Regions from separate parts of the Oryctolagus cuniculus genome. Here region 1 is linked to region 2. A link is a contact called in public Micro-C data. All regions are on one chromosome and are shown on one strand. The core of a region is the stretch at or near the end of the contact, and the rest is flanking DNA. Distances in the headings are between cores, read along the strand shown. Region 1 holds the start of KLF7 (KLF transcription factor 7). Region 2 holds the start of CREB1 (cAMP responsive element binding protein 1).

Region 1 (7,261 bases), core at 2,211-4,710, 440 kb before region 2:
ATAAAATCCCCTAAATAGTCCATCTTCAATTTCCTGATGCACAGATGTTCTTGGGTTTATCATCCAAGCCACCCTTTCTCTAGAAACCAAATCAGATTATCAGAATCTCCATATTTTGCTCATCTCCCTGAGGCCAGGTACACCGTTCACTTTAAGAAAAACATCTAATAATTACTCTTTATTTGACCTCTAAAATCTGATTATCCAAGAGCATCAGGAAACTTCCCCCTGCCTGGGGTTCTTTGTAGCAACCTTCTCAAGTTGTTTTGAGCAAACAGTCTCAACATTTCACCATCTGATGGTTGGTTTGGAACAAACAGTTCCGTATAACCACCACTACCCCTCACACTCAGAAACTGCAAGAGGATTTGGGGAGGAGGAGGAAGGAAGAGATAGAGTTAAAGGTTTCTGCCATTGCTCTATGTAGTGCAGCTGTGACTGGAGAGTTCTGAGCAGGAGGCTCCTGAGAGTGCTATCTTGCGCTTATAAAGTGCTTTTCCACAAGTTGCATTTCAGAAGGACCTGAAATAAGCATGCCTCTGAAATAACTTGGCCAAGAGCTTTAAGGTGAGGGTGCTTGACAGTTGGAGGCAGTTAAGGCAAGGAATAAGCAGGGAACTCAGATGGTGAAAATCTCTTTGCCTGCAGACACTAAGCTGGAGATTCCAGTGAAAGGGGGGAGGAGTAGAGAGGGAGGGGGAGTGGGAGGGAGCAGCAGGAAGAGCTGAGTGGGACTCTGAGGAAACAATAGATGGAAGAGATCCTCTGATGGCCAAGCCCATGATGTTGCCTTGCAGATCTGGAGTTCCTCCCAGATCTCTCTTTTCTCGATCTCTCCAACCAGATCTAGAAAAGCAGGTCTTTTCAGGAGAGGCCTTCCCCGAAGCAATCTCTACTAACTGCAAAAACTTGAGCCAAAAACAAAGTTGTGTGATTCATCAGGAGGGAACGCTGTAACAAATAAAGCCAACTTTCTTCCCTCCGAAACTGCTCTGCTTAACAGTTAGTCACAAACAAGGGCTGCCTTGGGCAGGCTGACTAAATCAACAGATCCCCTTCCCTAACCTGTCTAGACAGTTGTTAATATGCAACTGATGTGACACCAGCGAGCTGACAGCATGAAATGAAGGCTATTTCAGAAATGAAATCCTGGCAACATTTTGGTTTAATTAGCATGTGAAAAAAGAAGAGGAAAAAGATTGATGGAGTGAGTGCCTTCATGAGAGATAGTCTTGTTAAAGATGCATTGAAGAAATGCTTTATGCTAAAAATGTATCAAGTGTGTTTACAGAGAGCCAAAGTCCAGAGTATCTGCCAGCATCCTTGAAGAGGAATGCATGTGCTGACACACAGACACCAGAAGCCAATACCTGGAGGAAAACTCACAGCTTCTAATCAGGAGAGAACAACAACTAGTAACAATGGTTCAGGCAGAGGATCCTTGTTGCCACTCCAGCTCCTTCTACCAAAAGCCAAACCTCTCTCGATGAAAGCAACAACTGTTACATCCCAGCCCCAAGCTGGCAAATCCTGCTTTGGATGCTGGCAGAGGAAATTCAGCCGTTCATTAGCCTTAACAAGCTGCTGTCACTGAGCCTGAGCGGAGAAGTTACATGAGCAGCCACACACCAAGCCTCTTGCAGCCCTCCCCAAGGGCAAGTGGCTTTCTGCAGCACCGACTGTACAAGTTCACACTTCCGATGTGCAAATCTGGACTGTCTTCCTGGACTTTCCATGGTGCACACTCCGGGGTTTTTAAATACCCGTGCTCCCCCCGCCCCCACCCACCATCTTCCCTGCAGAATGTCCCCTCAGCAGCTCCTAATCGCTGCTGGAAAAACCACCGTTTCCGCAGCAGACCCAGCCCTTTTCACTGACCAGCACTTTACTGGACTTCACAAAGCCCGGTGAACTTGTCCCCAGCCCCGCTTCATCCTCGCTGGGACACCCAGCCAACTTAGTGTCCGTGCCCTCAGCATCCTAGGAGTTTCCTAACTAGTCCTCTAAGACAGAGTCCCGGGCATGGAAGCACATGCCACCCTTTGTCCGAGCTTGTGCCATCTAACTGGAGAGGGACCCCAGTGAGAGAGGAGAGGAGAGAGAGAGAGAGAGAGAAGGGCAGGGGCAAAGGGTGTTTTCTCTCCGGAGGCATTACACTGGGGAAGCCCAGGATGCATTGTCAGCCCAAGACAGACACATCTTCCATCCTCCTTGTAGATATCCCTGAGTATCTTTTGTCACTTGCTCTGCTGCCTTCTGCCCACGTTCTAATCTCAAAAGCAAGCTCCTATTCCTTTATTGACATTAGCTCCTTACCGGGAAAACACTCCTGCCCCAACATCCCCCACCCCCATCTGACAGTCGTCAGCACCAGTTGAAAGAGATGAACCTGATTAAGGTACCAAGAAGGTAGAGCTCCTGCACGTACTGACGTGGTATCCTGTCAGCGATCGCTCCTAAAACCCCAAACCCCCTTCCCACCCGGCTCCTCCGAACCCCAGAAGTTCGGCAGATCTGTTCGGGGAGGGGGGTGGGTGACAGGGAGCCCCCACAACGTGTGCGCAAGGATGTGTGTTGGTGACTGAAACGCAGGCAGCTGGGACCCGCTGCTCCGCAAAGCACACTACCGGTACTGGGGCCGGTGGAGAGGTAAGCGCATAGGACTGTTGCAGAAAACATTTTAAACAAAATACAGTCCAAAGAGATATAAAAGAAAAATAAAATGAACAAACAAAAATTCAACCCCAGCCCACACCAACGCAGCCCCTTCGTCTCCACCGACACACGATTTACACAAGTAATTTAAATCATTCACCTGCTGCCAGGTCTCCTCCAGGGATGGCAAAGCTGAGAAGTAGCCGGTGTCGTGGACAAGTTGTAGCTCCTGGAATATACTATAACTAGCCAACACGTCCATGCTGCTGCCGCCGGGCACAACGCGAGGAGACACCCTCCCCCGGACACAGTCGGGGCTGTTTGTTTGTCAGTCTGTCTGGCTCACCCCCCAAGAAGGCAGACATCCAGTGGCCCTTTTGTTTTTGTTTTGTTTCAGTCAACTATAAAGGAAAAAAAAATCAATGCAGGAGAGAGGGAGCGAGGAGGTGAGAGAGGAGAGAGTGAGCGGGGTGGATGGAGCGAGGCATCCAGCGTGTACAGTGCAGACGGCTGCCAGGAAAGGGGACTTCACGGGAGTAACAATTCCCTTCCAGGGCTCTGATCACTCCGGCGCGTGGATCAGGACGGGGGATGCAAACTCACTGACACGAAGCTGCCATCTATTTCTGCAGCGCTGTTCGCTCCTAATGCAATCTTTGCTCTTTATTTTGGGAGGTTGCATTTTTTTTTCTCGCGATCGCTTCTCTCTCTCCCCCTTCCCTTCCCTCCCCACCCCCCACCCCAGCCTTGCTAGTTTGTAGTCTCTCCCCCCTCCCCTTTTCTCCTCCTCCTGCTCTTCCCCCTCCCCAAACTCCCTCCCTCCGCCCAGCTCTGCGCGCAGCCGTGGGATCTCGGAGGAGGGCGTCTATTAGGCCGCGTGTGACCATGTAAGGTAAACAGGGGGCTCATGAAGTCACTCAGGGCCAATGGGGAGCGCGGAGCGGGGCCCGGGGCGGAGCCTGGCCCCGGCGGCGGGCACCGATTGGCGCGCTGCGGATCTCCCTGCTGCCTTACAAGGCGGCGCGATGCGAGCTATTTTTAGAGGGCTATATAAGGGGGTTGAGGCGGCCGCGCTGCGGCCGGGGAGCGTGAGCGCGAGGGACGGGGCGGGCTGCGGCGACGCTCGCGCCGGCTCCCGGGACGCCGAAGCGGCCGGGCTCGGGCTGCGCGCCGGCCTCCGACCCGCGCCCTGGTGCCCGATGGAGCCCCGCGCGCTCGCAGCCCGCGTCCCTAGGCGGGCAAGGGGTCGCGCGCTGCCGTAGTGGTCCTGACGCGACCGGGCAGGAGAGTGCTGGGTTAGGGAGGCTTCCTGCAGGAGAACCGGGCTGGGAGGCGCGGGGAAGCCGGCGGGGGCGAGGACATGTCCCACCCCGCCTCCTGCCGTGGCCCTGGCGGGCGACCGCGAGCGAGAGGCGGCGCCAAGGAGGTCCTCACGTACTCATAAACAAACAGAAAAGGGAGGAAAGGCACCAAAAGTCCCTTCACGAATTCCTCACGGCTGCCATGGTGCAGGGCAGCAGCGCCTGAGGAGGAAGTGCCACACAATGGCAGAGAACAAAGGCGAGCGGTGTGAGGAGAGCCGCCTGCGCCCGCCCCCGCGCCGCGCGCTGTCCCCGCCCCGTGCGCGCGCCCGCCACTTCCCGCGCGCTCCTTCCGACCCGGCCGGGGTGACTGCGAGGGGCGCTAGGGCTTGAGGGCGGCGTCGGAGACTGGAGGTGGCGGGGCCTTGCTGTGTGGCTCTCGGCCGCGGTGTCTGCACGCTGCGTTGAGGCGAGGAGCCTTAGGAGCCGGCGCATAGACACAAATAGGAGACATGGTGTTAGCTGAGCTGTGAGGGCTGACCAAGGGCTTGCTTGACCTTAAATGGTTAGTGTTGGTTCAAGTTTCCCCCAAATGCACTGTGAACAGAACTTCTACTTTTTGAAAGATTGCAGAATTTTGTACTTCGTTCTAGCCATAACGGAAGGAAACACATTCACCTTAATCCACTTCCTCCTGTCGCCTTCCTTTCACTACATGGGACTTGGTATCACAATATGGGAAAGATTCTGCTTTGTGGAACAACTTGAAATTTAGTATTTACCAGGGAAAATGAAACAGGAATAACTGGAATGGAGGAATGTCTGACTAATTTACTTGTTAGCATCTGGAATTCTGGTTGGGCAGATTTACAGCATTCGTTGTGTAATTTGTGATTTTAATAAAATGATGGCTGTGTAGGATGTCCAGGGAGGCTCCTCTTTACCGGTTGTGTGACTTTCAGTAAATTAACAGATCAGAGCTTCTGCCTGCCACTGTAAGAAACCAGAATACTTGGACCCATGGGGGCCGAGGTGGGGGCATATCAGAATCTTAGAGACGGCAGGGAGAGGAGGTAGAAAGCCCTTGCTGCTTACTTATAAGGTCCTCTCTCCTGCACCCCCACACCATACTAGTAGGATAGGGAAATGAGCAGAAGGCCATTGAGAAGCACAGGACGGAAGCTATGTTCATAGAAGGAAATTCCATAAAGGAGGCAAAAGACGGGGCAAGAACAAAGTATCTGATTTGGTGTTGGAGACTCAAGTGAGCTTTTTTGTGAGCGTGTTACGTTGTTACCATTTTGGTACAAATAGAAACATGCTTGCTATCGTGTGAATTTAAAGATTTCAATAATAGCTGTTGGCCATTTATTAGGTACTTAGAATATTCTGTATATACCCAAATTTTCCTATGTGATGGTTCATTGAATCTCAGGAGAACCCCAAGATAGGCACTTTCACTATCCCCCAGTTCTGTGGCAGAAGACACCAGGTTTGGATATAACCAGTAAGTTTGTTGGTCCCACAGTCAGGAAGTGGTCAAACTGGGGTTCAATCAGAAGCATCTGAATCCTAGGACTGGGGGACTGCTCCAGGCTTTTTGAGGCATTTATAAAAATTGGAAGGGAGCCTGGAGGAGTTCTGTTGAACTTTTCCCATGTAGATGTTAGCCATCCAACTTACAAAGGAACTCAACTAAAATTTTACAAAATAAATCCTGAAAATCCCGTTATAACCAGTTTTAGAAGGTTTGAAGAATATTTCAGAATTGGTTCTAAGAGATTTATGCAGCAAGGTGTTCCAAAAGGCATATTTTCAATAGTAGTCACACTTACTTACTTTTTCTAACCTAAAGACCCTGGGTTCATATTGCAAAACACATGCAAAGTATCCACATGTATGCAACAATCAACAAATTAAAATCACAAAGGAACTCTGGCAATCAAGTGAACCCAAAAAAGCAGCACTGTTACGACTACCACATATTAAATGACTTCTCAGTGCACACATTCATATCAGATCTTCACAACTATGTTGGGAAGCTACCACTGCTCCATTTTATATAGGTGAAAATACTGATGTTCAGAGAAGGCATATAATTTGCCCTCTATTATGTCTATTGTGTGGCAAATGCAGATTCAAATATAGGTCTGCCACCAAGTTCACTATGAGGTCTGTCTCCTCTACAGCATTGCTTTGGAGGACATTGATAATACTTCTAATAATATTATCCTTTGGAAGTAATGCTATAGGAAATAGTAGTAACTTGTAAGTTACTTCCCAAGGACTTAGAAATGAAGATAGTTTAGCTAAAATAATAAAGTTTCATACTTAAACAGAAACAAGGCATTGTTTCTTCCCACCAGGAAAGCTCTGCTTCATTAGTCAGGAAGCCCCATTATCCTGATGTGAATGGTACCAGGAAAGCCCCCTCAAAGGAAATCTTAAAACATGGGCCAAATTGCAGAGCAATTAGTTAAAAAAAAGATTTGCTTAGGACTTCATTTGGAAATAAAACTCTATGCTATTGAAATGCATTTATTCTCTACTATATCAACACAATTTATGTTGTTAAGCATAGCCATGTGCTAATTGAATTAATGAATAAATATTAAATCAAGAAACTTATTGTTGGCTTAATTTTCCCTACAGAATATAGCACCTGCTGGGGTTGAGAGCACCACACTCCAAAGTTTGTCACCTCAGATTGCTGAATATTTTGAGATGTAGGAGACTGGGAGAACTACAGAAGCAAGATGGTCTCTGATCTTCCCCTGGTCATTTAAGAGTTGTTTCTTCCATGAAGCTGTTCATGAAAACTAGAACCCTGTTTGGAAGCAAGTCATACAACCTAGGAAGGTCACTCTTCAATTTCCTTCCTTCTCCCTTGAAGATCCACCCTCATGTGACAGGTGTCCTGCTCGGCACCCACCCCCAGGCCAAGAAGAGTCTGAACAAATAAGCCTTGCTAAGTTCTGCCACCACCCCAGGCTTATTTCCCTTAGATCATGCCTCCTTTTGGCAATCATACTTCTACATGACTTCCATTCTTCATCAAACCTAAGCATAAAAATATACACTTTCCCCTGAGGGTTTGGGTCTTCATATCTGAAGTCTCTCATGCCAATGTAAAACTTTAATTAAATTTGTTATGCTTTCTCTTGTGAACCTGTGTTTTGTTATAGGAGTGTCAGCCATGAATTTGCGATGAGTGAAGACAAGATATTATTTTGCTCCTCTACACATCTTACAACAGGCTTTATTTCATATTTGACTTTCTTTTTTTAAATTTTTTTTCATAATTG
Region 2 (7,229 bases), core at 1,591-4,090:
GATCCAAGTACACAGTATCAGGTAAGTGCTATTATCACCATTGTTACTTTATAGATGGGAAAACTAAAGCACAGAGTGAACAATTTACCCAAAGTCACTAGCAGTAAGAGCTGAACTTGGGCAAAGAGCTGAAGGTTTGTGCCCTCCCCAAATTCATATGGTGAAATCCTAACACCCGGTATGAAGGTGCCAGGAGGTGGGGCTTTGGGGAGATAAATGAGCTCTGCGAGGGTGGAGCCTTTATGAATGGGATCAGTGATAAAGGAACCCCAGGGAGCTCTCTTTTTCAGCCCTGTGAGGCTGCAAGCAGAAAATGGGTATCTGCAACCTGTAAGAAGGCTCTCAGGAGAACCTGACCAGCTGGCAGCCTCCCGAACTCTGAGATTTATTATTTCTGTTGTTTATAAGCCACCAGTCTGAGGCCTGACCCCCCCGAGAGTGCCAGGATTTGAGCTCCAAAATGTTAGTGAGATTACAGACATTCACCATTCAATGAATATTTAACCAACATTGTTATATTCTAGACATTGTGCGTTTTTCCAGGTGGGAAAGGAGAGAGAGGGTAGATAATGAGTAAGGTATTACTCGGACACTAAGCAAATAATTACTAGCATGACGAATCAGAAAAGAGAGTGATAAATTACAGGTAAGTAGGAGGAGTGGATGAGGGAAAAAACTACCAGGGGAAAGGAATGGCATGTGTTTACATGCCTTGGAGCAAAAAGAGACTGTGGTAGGGACAGAGAGAGAAAAACACGTTGGAGTGCAGAGAGCTAGGCAGTTGGAGAGGGTGTGGAGGAAGACAAGTCCAGATAATAGAACTCACACTGTGTGGTAGCCAAAGGGTAGACCATTCAAGGACCCAAAGCAAGGTAGCAACTTAACCAGAACTGTCTTTTAAAAGATTACTGTAGTGGGGACGGTGCTGTGGCACAGTGGGTTAACGCCGTGGCCTTAAGCGCCAGCATCTCACATGGGCGCCGGTTCGAGACTTGGCTGCTCCACTTCTGATCCAGCTCTCTGCTATGGCCTGGGAAAGCAGTAGAAGATGGCCCAAGCCCCTGGGCCCCCGCACCCATGTAGGAGACCCTGAAGAAGCTCCTGGCTCCTGGCTTCAGATTGGTCCAGCTCCAGCCATTGCGGCCATCTGGGGAGTGAACCAGCGAATGCAAGATCTCTCTCTCTGCCTCTCCTTCTCTCTCTCTCTGTAACTCTTTCAAATAAATAAATAAATCTTAAAAAAATAAAAAATTACTGTGGTGTCAGTGCAGCAAATGGACTGGATTGAGGCAAGGGCAATTTCTGAGGTCCTGGATGGGGCTTATCATGAGCCATCAAGCAAGAGATGAAGGCAGCTTAGACTAGAGGTAGGAAGGAAACAGAGTTCACAATTCACTTTTTCAGGAAGCAGACAAGTCTAAGTGACTCTGATCTGTTAGAGATCCGTAAAGTTTCTGGCTTGAACTGAGCAGATGGAGAGAATGCACTTTACTGAGCCAAGGCTATGGGAAAAAAGGTTTTGGAAGGAATATGATACTACGAGTACAGGTTGACATTCCTCAGTCATCCAAATGAACTGCAGCAAAGGCAGTTGGAAATAACGTGTCCACGTTCGAGAGGAAGGCTTTGGCTTGAGTTTTAGGATCAGACAGGTCTTTGACAGAGGACACCTGAGGCCCTGGAAGAGTATGAGACAGCCTTACAAAGCACAGGAGGGGCACTCAAAAGCGGCCCAGGGAGCCCATTACACGAGTGGGGGTAAAGCAAGGACAGGAGGCTGCGACTGCCCACGAGCTAACAGGTGGAGTCGCTGAAAAGGCGTTTACCATGGGTAGAAATAAGCATGGTTAAAATATTGGTGCAGAGATGGCAGGAAGGAAAGCCTGCAAACAACTAACGGAAAGGGGATGGCCAGCAACAGGAAGGAGAACTCTCTTCCTAGCAGAAGTCAGTGGGTAGCAGGGCCAGGTCTACTCCAGAAAGACAAGTCGGCTTCAAGGGACACGACTTCACCCAGGGAGAGGCCTGCAGGAGCGGAGAGGAGACTCGGTGGTTGGCCTTGGGCGACCTGGGGGAGCAGTGCCAGCAGCCTGGAGGCCACGGAAGTCACAGTGTCAGCCTTAGGGTGGGGGTGGGTGCGCAAACCACTGCGGCAGAAAGGCGGCGAAAAGAGAATGAGGCACAGGATGTCGCCCCAAGAAGGGCGGGCAGGTGGGGTGGGGCCGAATTTCGAGCGCCGAGGAGGAGCAACCTCGCTCCGACCGAACCCCAAGACGGGCTGCCCACGTCGCAGGGCTCAACCGCGAATTCCGGAGCCCCTGCCTTCCGGACAAAGAACGACCCCGCTCGCGGCCGCTGGGCAGCCCGCGCCACCAAGGCCCTGCGACGCCCCCCGCGGCCTGCTCGAGCGCCAGCGCCCAAGCCAGGCCCCGGGCCTGCGGGTGCCGGCCGAGGCGCGGTGGCCCTCGCTCCCCTGCCCGGTGGCCGCCGCACCCACACCGTCCCCGCCGTGTTTGAAAGTTCCCGGGCCGGCGGCGCGCGGGGGCTCACCGTGGCCGCCCTAGAGCCCGCCGCTTACCGCCTCGGGGTAGGCCTGCGGGGGGTTTCCAGCCAGTCACCTAGAACCCTTGGGAATTCCCCCACCGGGTCACACACCAACCCCGCTTCCTCCTGCAAATTTCCGCCGCGGGGTTTCAGCGCCCCGAACGCCACGCCGGGGTAGAGAGCGCTCCTCCCCGCACGGGTCTCAGCCCTCGCCGCCCGGCCCCTTCCCCGCTGAGCCCCGCTCCGCCTGGCGCGAAGGAGCCCGAAGGCCTTCGGCAAGTTCCGCCTCCAACGCGGGGGCGGGGCCGCTCGAGCCGCTCCGGGCCGCGCTCGGCTGTTTCCGTGCGCAGCCGCTGCGCACTCGGCACTGGGCGGCGCTGGCTGGCTCCCTGGCTGCGGCTCCTCAGTCGGCGGCGGCTGCTGCTGCCTGTGGCCCGGGCGGCTGGGAGAAGCGGAGTGTTGGTGAGTGACGCGGCGGAGGTGTAGTTTGACGCGGTGTGTTACGTGGGGGAGAGAATAAAACTCCAGCGAGATCCGGGCCGCGAACGAAAGCAGTGACGGAGGAGCTTGTACCACCGGTAAGAGGAGCAGGAGGAGGAGGCAGGAGCCGGAGAGAGCCGGGGGGACGGAGGGGGGACGGGGAGGCGCCGGACACCCGCGCTCGGGGCCTTCCCCTCGCAGGAGGGGCCGCGGTAAAGATGGAGCCTCCGCCCGAGCCCCACAACATCGCCGCCGCTCGCAGCGAACAAAGAATAATGGCGGCGGACTGGAGCCAGCGGCGGCCGGGGCGGCAGCGACTCTGCCTGCAGCCAGCGGCGGCGCTCATGGCGGGGGGCGGCGGGCGGGCAGCGGGGTGGGAGCCGGCGGCCGGGGTGTGTGTGCGGGCGGGCGGGCGAGCGAGCGGGCGGGCGGGCGGGCGGCCTCGGCGAGCTGGCGCCCGCGTTCCCGCCGCCGCCGCCGGGCCGGGCGCGGAGCCGGGAGCCGGGAGCCGCCCCGGGGGAGGCCGCCCGCCCGGCCCGGCGCTGCCCCCCGCGCCGCCCGCTCGCTCGCTCGCTCGCCCGCCGGCCGGCCCCCGCCGCCCGCCTCGCCCCCGGCCCGGCCCGGCCCGACTCGGCCCGGCGGGGCAGCCGCGGCCGGGGAGCCCGTGGGGGGTGGAGAAGGAAGAAGAAGGCGACGGTCGAGGGCAGAGGAGGTGAAGGTGCCTGCCGCCTTCCCGGTAGCCTCCGAGCCCGGCGTGCCCGCTTCGCGCGGGCAAGAGCCGCAGCGTCTGATCCGCTCTCCCCTCCACGCTCTTTTGTGCAATAAAGTTCGAACCCCAAGCTTTCTTCTCGTGCTGTATTTTTCTTGGTGCCCTTTTCCGCCCCCCGCTCCCGCAACGTTGGGGAAAGGCTGTCTTCTGCCCTTTTGCCGCTCAATTGAGATGATGAGAGGTCGTGCTTTTTTTAGGGAATTTTTGACTCTTTCCCTTACTGCCCCCTCCCCCCCGCTTCTTTTTTTAAAAGTCAGTAGCCATGGAAATGCATTCTTTTTGGAAGGAACGGGGTGCTAAGAAAAACATTTGTAATAACTTTAAGAAAAAAAAAAGAAACCTGTTGGGATCTTGTAAAAGGGAAGCTGGTGTTTGAAACAGTTTCGGTTTTAACCCTTTTCAGTTAGGTAGTAACCAGTTGAGGTCTAACATTCTGAAACACTTCGTTGAAACGAGCATTCGCAGACGTACTTTTGTTTTGCATCACTTTGAGGGGGGTGCACACATGTCAGCTGGGTGAGTCACCTGGGTCTCTCCTCACCCCCTACCAAGTTTCCCACGGATCTCTTTATAAACTTTAATGAGAAATGGATGTCCTAACAGTGCTAAAAGTAGACATTAACAGTATCCATGATCTGTCTTGCATACAGTGGGGAACCCCATTCTGTAATTTAAGCCACAAAACTTACTTTTCTTCGTCTTTTGAGAAAAGGGACAGCAGTAAAGTCACTGACACAAGGTTAAAACACCACATTTTTAAAGGACGTGCAGTATGACCTACTTAGATTTGTCGCTCCTTACCGAGTTTCACTCTAGCCTTAGCTTGCCCTTAGGTCTGTCTTCTGAAGGTTTAGTGTAAGATCCTTTTCGGTAGCTGCCTATTGACAACTTGTACTTTTAAGCATTTCCTGATTTAAAAGTGAAGCCCCAAACGGTCGTTTTAGATGGTGAGAGAGATGAACAGATAATTTGTTCTAAAAATACTCACCTGTCACTGTGTGATTGAATTGTGATTGATACATGCAAGGCTTCTTCTGGTTTAGGGGTAAATCCTGACCGGCGGGAGCAGCATTCTCTTCTGACTTTCCTGTATCTAAGTCAGTTTTCTTGTAGTTGTGTTGCTAGTCTTTAAAAGACCACATTGGCAATTTGTCATTGCTGAGAAACTTGAGAAGATGCAAATAAAGGGAATTTCCTTTTTTATTTCCAAACACTGAAGAAGTTATTGGTGGTGGTAGATTACTGTTTTTTCCTTAATAAATTTTTCCTGCAAACCAGTTAGATTTTTTTTCTGAGTTTTTTAAAAAGTTTCTAGTGCATTCCTTCTTCAGTCTTATCCAAAAGGTCTTTAAAATTTATAGATTCATAATTTTTGAATATTAGCAAATCCAAGTGAGATTTCTCAAACTTTTATAGTCATTAATATTTGAACATTCACCAGGAACATGGCATGAAATTAAACCTCTGTGCTGTCCTAGGTTCAGTAAAAATTACAGCTGGGTCTACTTAAATTTTTTTTTTTTAGTGGACACTTGCATTTAGAAAGCTAATGAATTCTTTGTGACATAATTTTCCTGAAGAGTGTTCTTTTGGAACTTAAAACTCTATAATGTTACTACTTTTGAACGACTTTTCCTCACATAACAGCCTGAAAAAAAACTTAACCCATTATGTCCCATTGCACTGTGTAAAGAACAACTCTAAATACTTAAATTGAATAACAAATATATCACTAGTGGTAACTTTGAGATAAATGTTAAGTCATTGAAATATTCACAGAAAATGGAAACTTGGGGCTTAAAGCCTGATTCATGAAATGGTACCTTTTTCTTTTTGAAACTAATTAGATGTGATTAGTGGATAATTTGTTTTCTTCAAAAAGAAATGGCTTTATTTTGTCTCATTCTAAGTTATTTGGTTTTGTTTCTGTACAGCATGTTATAATGAAACCAGCTGTTCCATTTCACATCATTTAAGTATTTTCCCCACAGTGCAGAAAATTATTTACATGTAACTTAATGCTTATAGTGTGTCACTAGAATTTATAATTTCATTTATTCCATAAATATCAGATTTGGCTACATAAACTTGTTTTTAGGCAACCTAACCTGTAACATAGTCTTGGAAAATTCTTGATGTGCTGTGTGCCAATGGTGGATTATTTATTTTCTAGTTAGAGCCTAGATCTGAATTTAAGAATGTAGTAGAGAATCTTTGAAAATGCAGGAATTTTTTTTATTACCCATATGTGAACTCAATTTTATAATTTGTGGTAATTCAGATATTTATTTAGCAATTAAGTATGACAGAATGTAGTTGAAAGACATCTAGTTGGAACCATAGGCCTGAGTTTGAATCCAGTGCTAAAGCTGTGATGTGAGCTATGGGAAGTTTCTTAAATCTTCCTCAGCATGGATTTCCTTGTCTTAAAGTTAGAATAATACCACCTACTTCATAGGGTTGTGAGATCAGTGTAAAGTTCCTTAGGGAATCATCTCACTAGTTACTAGTTGGCTGTTTATCTTAAGCTTTTATTTTAGCTTCCCACTTGGGGGACCTTGGGCAAGATTCTTCTCCACACCTCAACTTTCCTTGGTGATAACCATACAATAATAGCCTGGTATTTTACAAGTGCTCAATAAGTGTTACCTAATTTTTTTTTTTTAAGTTTATTATTGTTAGCACTATGTTAGTAGACTTAAGCAGATCCAAAGATGTTAGTGTCTTACCTCTATCCCCAAGAAAGTGTTGGGAGCATAATGAGTAGTAAGAATATGCATCAGAAGAAAGCATTTAAAAGAAAGACATCACCGTTTGTGAAGCAAAATCTAGCAAATTATATTTTCAATTTTGTTTTTGAATGAGTAATTCATTCAGAAGTTTCAGAACATATACGGTGTAACAAAATATCCTGTTCTCATCACCCAGTTTTATTTTTTATTTTATTTTATTTTATTTTTAAGATTGATTTGAAAGGCAGTTACAGAAAGGCAGAAGCAGAGAGAGAGGTTGGTCTTTGATCCACTGGTTCATTCTCCAAATGGCTGCAACGGCCAGGAACCAGGAGCCTCAGAGGGGCCCAAGGGCTTGGGCCATCTTACACTGCTTTCCCAGGCCACAGCACAGAGCTGAATCATAAGAGGAACAGCTGGGAGTTGAACCAGCAACCATATAGGCTGCCTGCAATGCAGGCGGCAGCTTTACCTGCTGTGCCACAGTGCCAGCCCCATCACCCAGGTGTTAACCTTTTTTATTTGTGTTTCCTGATATTTAATCCATGTCCTCCTCCCCTTTATACAAATGATACATACTATAATATCCTATGTTTTCCTCCCTCCCCCTTCACTTACTGTGGTTTAGCAATTAGATGGTATCCCCATCAAGAGTTTCTTCATTATGTATAGATATAGATGTACTTGTATCTCTTAACCAGTGA

What was found. A called contact is a pair of places that touch in the nucleus more often than the background predicts.
Region 1: a Micro-C map of ear pinna shows a contact between it and region 2, with 7 times the contacts expected there. The contact joins the promoter of KLF7 here to the promoter of CREB1 in region 2. A contact is called at or near these places in 2 of 6 Hi-C or Micro-C datasets (ear pinna and an unstated tissue).

What each region holds. Positions count from the first base shown.
Region 1 is chr3:32,705,629-32,712,889 of mOryCun1.1, reverse strand. KLF7 (KLF transcription factor 7) reads right to left here and starts at 3,460. Exons shown (of 4, transcript XM_051848248.2): 1 at 2,816-3,460. The coding sequence starts at 2,917. It overlaps LOC127491571 (a long non-coding RNA gene), which reads left to right and starts at 3,385. Exons shown (of 2, transcript XR_007920306.2): 1 at 3,385-3,547; 2 at 6,609-7,119.
Region 2 is chr3:32,260,500-32,267,728 of mOryCun1.1, reverse strand. CREB1 (cAMP responsive element binding protein 1) reads left to right here and starts at 2,840. Exons shown (of 8, transcript XM_070070298.1): 1 at 2,840-3,006. LOC127491851 (a long non-coding RNA gene) reads right to left here and starts at 2,820. Exons shown (of 4, transcript XR_011387144.1): 1 at 2,579-2,820.